Regions from separate parts of the Arachis hypogaea genome. Here region 2 is linked to region 1. The links are chromatin contacts, called in public Hi-C maps. All regions are on one chromosome and are shown on one strand. The core of a region is the stretch at or near the end of the contact, and the rest is flanking DNA. Distances in the headings are between cores, read along the strand shown. Region 1 has its middle 7.7 kb from the start of LOC112706384. Region 2 holds the start of LOC112706390 (endo-1,4-beta-xylanase 1).

The links. A called contact is a pair of places that touch in the nucleus more often than the background predicts.
Region 2: a contact with region 1 is called in a Hi-C map of leaf, with 2.7 times the contacts expected there. The contact joins the promoter of LOC112706390 here to the enhancer-like site in region 1. A contact is called at or near these places in 2 of 8 Hi-C or Micro-C datasets (leaf and an unstated tissue).

Annotation. Positions count from the first base shown.
Region 1 is chr8:17,171,015-17,175,168 of arahy.Tifrunner.gnm2.J5K5, reverse strand. No RefSeq gene overlaps it. Among protein-coding and RNA genes, the nearest start is that of LOC112706384, 7.7 kb to the left of the region's middle. Within about 2 kb of position 2,403, at least 1 of the 3 cell types and tissues checked has open chromatin away from gene starts, as enhancers often do.
Region 2 is chr8:17,252,692-17,256,632 of arahy.Tifrunner.gnm2.J5K5, reverse strand. It overlaps LOC112706390 (endo-1,4-beta-xylanase 1), which reads right to left and starts at 2,084. Exons shown (of 7, transcript XM_025757682.3): 1 at 1,700-2,084. The coding sequence starts at 1,813.

The sequences.
Region 1 (4,154 bases), core at 1,154-3,653:
TATTACTTACTGTAATAATGACAAATAACTGCGACTAAAAAAAAAGTTTACAGATCAGAATCATAGTGAGAATAAGGGGTATAAGATGAAAATTCAGGTGTAATTATCTTCATGTAAAGTTGATAATTGAGAATCGTTTAATAATTTAACTAAATTTTCATCTAACGTCTCTCACAGTTATCAACTTTACGTAAAATTAATTTCTATTAGGGCATAAACTGGGTGGCAGCCTCGTGGGATTGAAGCCGGCTTCGCCTTTAGATGAAGAATTAACGAAACAACGTCGTTGCACATCGGTCATATCAAACTAGAATCTGTTACAAAAATTGAAAAATTTGCATTATTAGTAACGGAATTAGCTGGCACTCTATATTCATTGGCCAGACTGTAAATTCGGGCAGCTGCCCCGACTGCCCGCAACCGCTCTTCACCCAACTCCCTTATATATAACCACTGAACACACACTTTTTCCTTCAAACTTAGCTTCGCTGAAATAATATCTCTAATCTCTTCTCAAAATCAGTGGTCCAAATTAAAATCCTAAAAAGAGAAAGCATCGTCAATGGCTTCCACTAAGCTCGCAGTCATGGCCACAATGGCGGTGCTGGTCGCCATCGTCGGCGCTGCTCACGCCGCTGATGCGCCGGCTCCCAGCCCTACCTCTGCCGCCGCCGCCATCTCTCCGTCCTTTGTCGCCGCTATCTTTACTGCCGCCGCTGCTCTCGTCTTCGGATCTTCTCTCAGGATCTGAGCTTGTAGATGGTGGATTATCGTATTGTATTGCTGTGCAGAGATTTCTTATGTGTTGTTCTATGGATAGCATTATTTTTGTGATTTGAAGAGTATTACGAGATATTTGTGACTTCACTGTTTTAGTACATAATGAATTTTTCTTATTCGAATGGCGTCGATTCTTAATATAATTTGGTGATGCATTTGTTTTGGCATTGAGCGAATGAAATCGAGGATTGAATATATTTCAATTATACGAGATAACCAAGTCTAACCTAATGATAAGGAAGCTTAGCATCATGATCATTATTATAGGTGCGATCATATTCTTAGGCAATATTTCACGTCGCTTTTCATTAGAGGAAGGAAAATATATTATTACGGTATTGAAAACTTAACTACTGAAAAAAAAAAGTTGCTTTGAGTGTGTATATTTTTTTTTCAGTTGAATTTAGCTAAGAGACATTAGTAGTAGAAGCCTATCTCAATTAATTATGAGATTTGCAATTTGGAATTTTGGAGGGAACGAACATGAAGAGTTTTCTATATGAAAATAAAAAAAGAGAAGTGTCAGGTAAACAATGACTATTTTGAAAAATATGAATAACCACCAAATAAATAAAAACACACTACACCTCTAAATTAACCATCTAAATTTTAATATTAAAATAACCATGACTATTTTGAACAACATGAACAACCACCAAACAAATAAAAACACACTACATCTCCAAATTAACCATCTAAATCTTAATATTAAAATAACCATCCGTACACCTAGTAAAATAAACATTTGATATATCTATTATTCACATTGTTTAATATTTTCATTGTTACCTATATTTTTCCATTCAAAAATTAATATCACAAGTCTTTCCTACTTTTTTTTTTTCATGTCAGCGGTCATATATCTTGCATGAGCTCCATTTTCAGAATGCGAGGTTTCTCCTTTTCTTCTTTTGGTTATTTTTTCTGTGACTAAAGATAAAAGAAAAAATAAACAAAAAAAACACGCCAAATCACATAGTAGAGTACTAGAGTTTGTAGGTATTCCACATAATATTCTATACTTAATAAAAAAAAATTAGTTATGAGGTTAGTCGCACTATTGGCTGATCTCTAGATTAAAGAAATATTCGCTCTTCAGTTACATGTCAAGATATCTTGGACTTTGTGTACCAAATTTCACTCTTGCATAGCATCATCAAGTCTCCTCTAAATAGCATAAAATTTAGCCTAAAGAACACTGTCAGTTATAATGAAATCATCACAACTCTTCAATCAACATCTATCAGAATTTTAAATAATACAACCAAAACGAGCAGTACCATTTTAACTACAAAGACTAGCCTCACAATTAATTTTAATAGCATTAATAGAGGGAGGTACCCAAAATAGCCACAGAGAGGCAGGACTTAAGAAATGATGCTTGGTACAAATAGTATGCAACTCCCTAGTTGGCCCTCTAATCAAACTAATCACCTACCCACATTCCAAGGATCTTCAAAGTTAAAAAGCTTATTATTCCTATCACGCCAAATCCACTAAAAAGCCGAGAAGAAGATAAAGAAATTACCATACTTGCAGCTGTTCTTTAACCAAAAGGATAGGTTAATATTTGCTATAGTGAGACCTAAAGCAATCCAAATTATATTAGCCTTGGGACAATTTCTGAGAGTATAATGCAAAAGAGTTTTAGGAACAGTGTTACATCTATGACATATATTACAAGTAGCTAAACCACGACTATATCTGAAATTTGCTGAAGGAATAACGTTGTGAAGACAGAGTCATATCAAGAATTTGTATTTTTTTGGGACACGAAGCTTCTAATTCACAGCCAATTCTCCTCTTCTGCCCAGCTGATCTTTTCGGGGCTTTCCAACTGCTTCTACAATACACATCATATTCTCTTCTTGATAGCATCAAATAAGCAGCCTCGCGATTCAATTTCACACTAACGTTGAACCAATCTTGTGTCCAAGACTTCACCGCAACAGAGTTCTTATCAATCAATCATGGGCCTCTTAGCATAACTCTCACTCTATCCTCTATTGAATTAAATTTCACAAGGAAGTAGTCGTAACCTACGTCCAATAGATCATAACCGCCCTTTGTACGCCAAACAGAACTGAGTTTATGGATTAGCGCCATGTAATTAGAATCAATTAGTATTATTTAGTATATTCAGATTCATTATACGAGAATACGTCTTTATTATTACAATTCTCTTAGTACTTATAAATACTCTTTTATATTGTATCTGAATATTCATTATACGAGATTACGTCTTTATTATTATAATTCTCTTAGTACCTATAAATACTCTTTTATATTGTATTATTTTAGATAACTTGAATAAACAACTTGAATACACACAAATCTTTTTTTCTACTTTCTTATCTTTCTAACAACTATAATACTTATCCAATATCTTGATCACAATATCATTTCTGTAAGGTTGTGCTAGAGCATTCCTTGCCTCCTCAGTAAAAGTTACACATGGTGGCATAACTTCCCTTTCACAATAGCTATTTTAACCCCGCTTAACGTCCCTGCCAAAGCAAAGGACGCAACTATTTTCTCGCCCTCCCCCCTGGCCACCCCACCCCCACTTTGTCTCTAAACGACACTCTCAGAGGCTTAGCTACTCTTCCAAGATTATTTTCCTCCTTAACACCAGATACAAATCCTTCCTCACTCTTTCCTTATCTCTTCTGTTGACATTACCAACGACCTCACTGTATTTTTCCCTTAAGGGCCCTCCCCTGCTCTCACCTTCTCTCATTGCTCCTTCTTTTGGTTATGTATGCATGTATATGCGTTTTTTTTATTTTTAAATTAAAAAATTAATTATTTACTACTTTTAAATGTAGATACAAAAATTATATCATTTTTTGTATTTAGTTGTGTTTTTGCATAAATATAAAATGAACATAAGATTTTTTTTTTTTATGTGCATTTAGTTATATTTTCGAATTAAATGTAAAACAAGATCTTTTATTTCCGTAATAGAGGCCTGCAAAGACACGGCAGAATCCTCTCCTATTATCGCAAAAGTACACAGCGAAAAAATGAAGGTAAAATTTGAATTTCATTTTCGCACTACAAGCCTGCAAAAAGGACATGAAATCAAGTCTTTATAAACGCTCCCTTCGCCTGTGACAATGCGTTAAATTTCTCTTACCATCTATGATAGTGAAAGGGTTGAAGGAGTGAGTGAAAAGGTTGAAAGAAGAAAGTAAAAGAAGAAAAGCAATTATGACAGATAATGCTCAGCACCCATGAGAATCATAGGATTTTTACATTAGTCAACTCAATGAAGATAGACACATAGTCGGTTATATGAATGAAGAGCAGGTCACTAATTCTTATATGAATTTAAATTATTCTATTCATTTTTATTTAATAGTTGGTATTAA
Region 2 (3,941 bases), core at 835-3,334, 82 kb before region 1:
CAAAGTTTAACTAACAAGGAGAAATTTTATCATTTGGAAGGGATTTTAGCTTTTTCACCAGAATCTTTGTAAGGATTTTATATACCACATTGCACAAAGATATTTGTCGAAATTGATTTATAAATTCTAGTTGATTATTCTTAGGTATCAGTGCCAAGAGAGTCTAATTTATACTTGCAATTTCACTTGGGTTATTCGATAGGAAAATGATAAAGTGCACAAAGGAGTGCCCCAAAGTCTACCACTTTTTCTTAAAAAACAAGGCTGAAAAATCGTCTTCACCTGGAGCTTTCATAGAGCCTATGTTGAAAGGGGAAGTTTTAATGACATCAAAGCCAGGAGCACTTAATATATACTAGTGTTAACATGTTCTTTTATTATGTAAAATTTACAATTGGTGTTTAGGGGCGCCCTATTCACATCATTTTCTTTATACAGGTCCTTGTAGAAGTTCCAGATAAATTCCATCAACTCTTTACTATTCTCACACAAGCTGCCATCTTGCCTTCTCAACTTGATAATTCTATTTTTCCTTCTTATAATAATAATTTTTGTATGATAGTACCTCGTATTTCTATTCCCCCTCTACAATCCACTGTTATCGAGATTTTTGTAACAAAAAATTTTTTCACGGTTCAAGATAGTCTCCAATTCATGTTTCAACTCTTCAAATCCTGGAGAAACATGTTATTGCTATAGGATACCGCATTTTGAATTCCTTAAAGGCAGTTGAGGATTCTTATTTTCTTCTTCATTACATGCCCAAACCCCTCAATGTTCCAAGTTTTAAGGTTGCCTCTAATTGATTCTAGTGCTCTCATAATTGATAATTATTTCTCCAACAATGTTGTATGAAATCTGCAAAATCTGGGTGAGTTAGCCACATCACTTCAAAACGAAATAGATTTTTATCTCTATCAAATCTCCTTGGTTTAAGATCTACTAAAAAGGGGTGGTGGTCAGAATTCACTCTTGGGAGAACATTCACAATCACATCTGAAAAGGTCAGCCTCCATGATGAATTTGCTAAGGCACGGTCTAGTCTCTTAAAGGTCTTTTCTCTGCCTTCTCTAATACCATCAATCCAGGTAAACTTGGAGCCTATAAATCCCAGATCAATTAAACAGTACTCCTCAATCTATCCTCTAAACTAGTTACAAGTTGTGCTATCAATAGGCGCTCCTCCTTTTTTCTCTATCTCTTCTATGATATCATTGAAGTCACCAATCAACATCCATTCCTTCCTTACATCTCTAGCTATATCTTTCAAAGCTTCCTATAAGATGTGCCTCTATTGGGGATGAGGGTTGGCATATATTGCTGTCAAGTACCACACTCTTTTCTTCAAGTCTTTAACCTCTAGGTGAATAAACTGTTGGTGAGAAATATCAACCCTCAATCTCAGGCCATCATTATTCCATAATACCCATATTCCACCCACGAAGCCAATCGCCATTTTCAGAATGTTATACATGAACCCCATTTCTTTGATAACTCTATTGGCAGTATCTCTACTACATTTGGTTTCAACTAACACAGTAATGCCGGGCCTATGCTAGCTAACAATCTCTTTGAGTGTGTGAATTGTAAACTTATTCGCAACTTTCTGATATTCCAGGAAAGAATCTTCATATAGATAGGAGATTAAAACAAAATAAAAAATAGCAGAATACCACACATTCAAAGCTCATCAGAGTACCTGACCAAGAGAGGGGCAAGTCCCATCACTGGACTGCATCTCATCCCCTATCTCGTTGCGGTTTCCCAGAATCATGGCTTCATTGCCTCTATTTTCTTTTTCAAATTTGTCCATAAGCTATATCAGAACCTTTGATTCCAAGGATTCAAAACTTGGGGGGCTAAATTAGGCGGTTTGTCCAAATTCATTTCGTCCAAGACTGATTCCACCACCTGTAACATCTGTGAAGGGGTATCATTTTTCATTGCAGTCTAATTCTCTTTGAAATGATGAGATTGGGGATAAATTTGCATGTTCTGGTTCAGGGTGTTATCGATATTGGAAGGGTTTGGGTGTGCGATGGTTATGGAAAGGTGAGATAGATTGTTACTTCTGTTGCTATTGTGGGTCAGGCTATTGTTGCTGGTTGCTTGTAAAAGTTTTGTTTCCTTCTTGGACTTTAGTGGTGACAAACCTAGATGGGTTAAGGCTAGGTTTGTTTGGCACATTTTTTTATTATTAGTGGACTGATTTTGGCTTTGGGTTCTGTAGGAAAGGCTCTATGTTTGTTTACCTTTTGTGTCATTTGTCTTTTCTCTTTTTTGGGCTTTAAATTTATCCCCTTGTGGCCTAGCTTTGATTACTTGCTTTTTATCACCTTTGTACTTTTTCAATAATTTGAATAGAAATTAACCTCATCATTTTATAGCGCAGCAAACCTAGAGAAAATGTTGTTGTCTCCACGATCCTCTGCTCTTTCCCTTTTTCGGACGCCCGACTACTTGTACCTTTGCCAGTTTTATTATTCTTTTTGTCACGTGTTGTACGTTGTACAACTATGTTTCCACAATTAATCTTTTACCATTCTCCTTCTCCAGCACGTTCTTTTCACCGTTAGCAGCATTTTCCTCCCTTAATGGCTCTTCCGTTCTCTCATTTTCCACCATACTTCCTTGGTTCACTACAGCTTTCTTTAATTGTGGACAATCATTCTTTTTATGCCCAACTCTACCACAAGCAAAGTATACTTGATGTATCATTTCAAATTCCACAGTATGAAGTACCCCATTAATGAGGTATTTAGATACAAGCGGTTTCTACAAGTCCACTTCAATGCAAATCCTTACGAATTTACCATTGGAGATTTGAAATGTATTTGTGTCAACCTTAAGGGTTCTCTCAACAATGTTACCAATTTTTTCAATATCATACTATTGTAGTATTCAATTGCAAGGCCTGGTGGTCTGATCCAAGATGCAATGGTTTCTATAAGGATTGAAAATCAGGTTTTCATAGCTGAATGGCTAGGTAATGATCCAAAATCTTCCAGGGGACTTCCATAAGTGTGAAATCGAGATATTTAAAATTATGAAACGAACAAGGAAGAAATCATTTCCTATGTCTATCACATCAATGCTTTCCATTTTAGTTCACATTACCTCCAATCTCCTTTTTAAAGCAAGTAGACAGATCTTTCTGCCTAACAGCTTAACTATCAAAGAGTCCCATCAATCTTTTTTTTAGCTCAGCTTTAACATCATCTCTGATGACCAAATTGAAAAGCCCTTCAGCAATTTTTTCTACGAAGACTTCATGCACTTCCTCTTCCTGATCATCCTCGCTATTCTTTTCCATAAATTTAGTGGCATTTGCATGTTGGCTCTAATTCTTTTTTGACTTTTTTGTCTTTACCACTTGGGCAAATGACTAGTTCTTGGAGGTCCATCCTATTTCATCTTCTTTGCCACTTTTGTTAGCCTCTTCTATAATCACCTCTACTGCATTTTCTTGTACAGTTTCACCTTCTATCCATTCTTCCATCCTTTGGGCTAAAGCTTCCTCCCTTGTGAATTTTTGTTCTCTAGAGGACTTTCTTACTTTTTTGCTATTTGGGCGTAGCAGTTCTCCTTCTATTCTTCTTTCTTTCCTAGGTCCATGGGGTCGGGCTGCTCCTCCCTCACAAAGCCACCTCTCATGGTAGCCAAGTTTGACTGGCTAAATGACGCCAACGAGAACTTCAAAGGTTAAGTGTAGAGAGAGAAAATTTCAAAGATTTTCCGTCAGCAAACTAATTGTTCCAACAATCAAGTTGCTTCATATTCCTAATCCAAACAAATTTCGTGCTCCACTAACATATTTGAACAGAAATCAATAGCAGAAAGTTGGCGAAAGCTAGTGCACTCCGGGTAAAGTAGGGAGTGCAGCACTCTTTAAAAGTTAACCTATTATCAAAAGTGATCAGGTAAATTAAATTTATTTATTA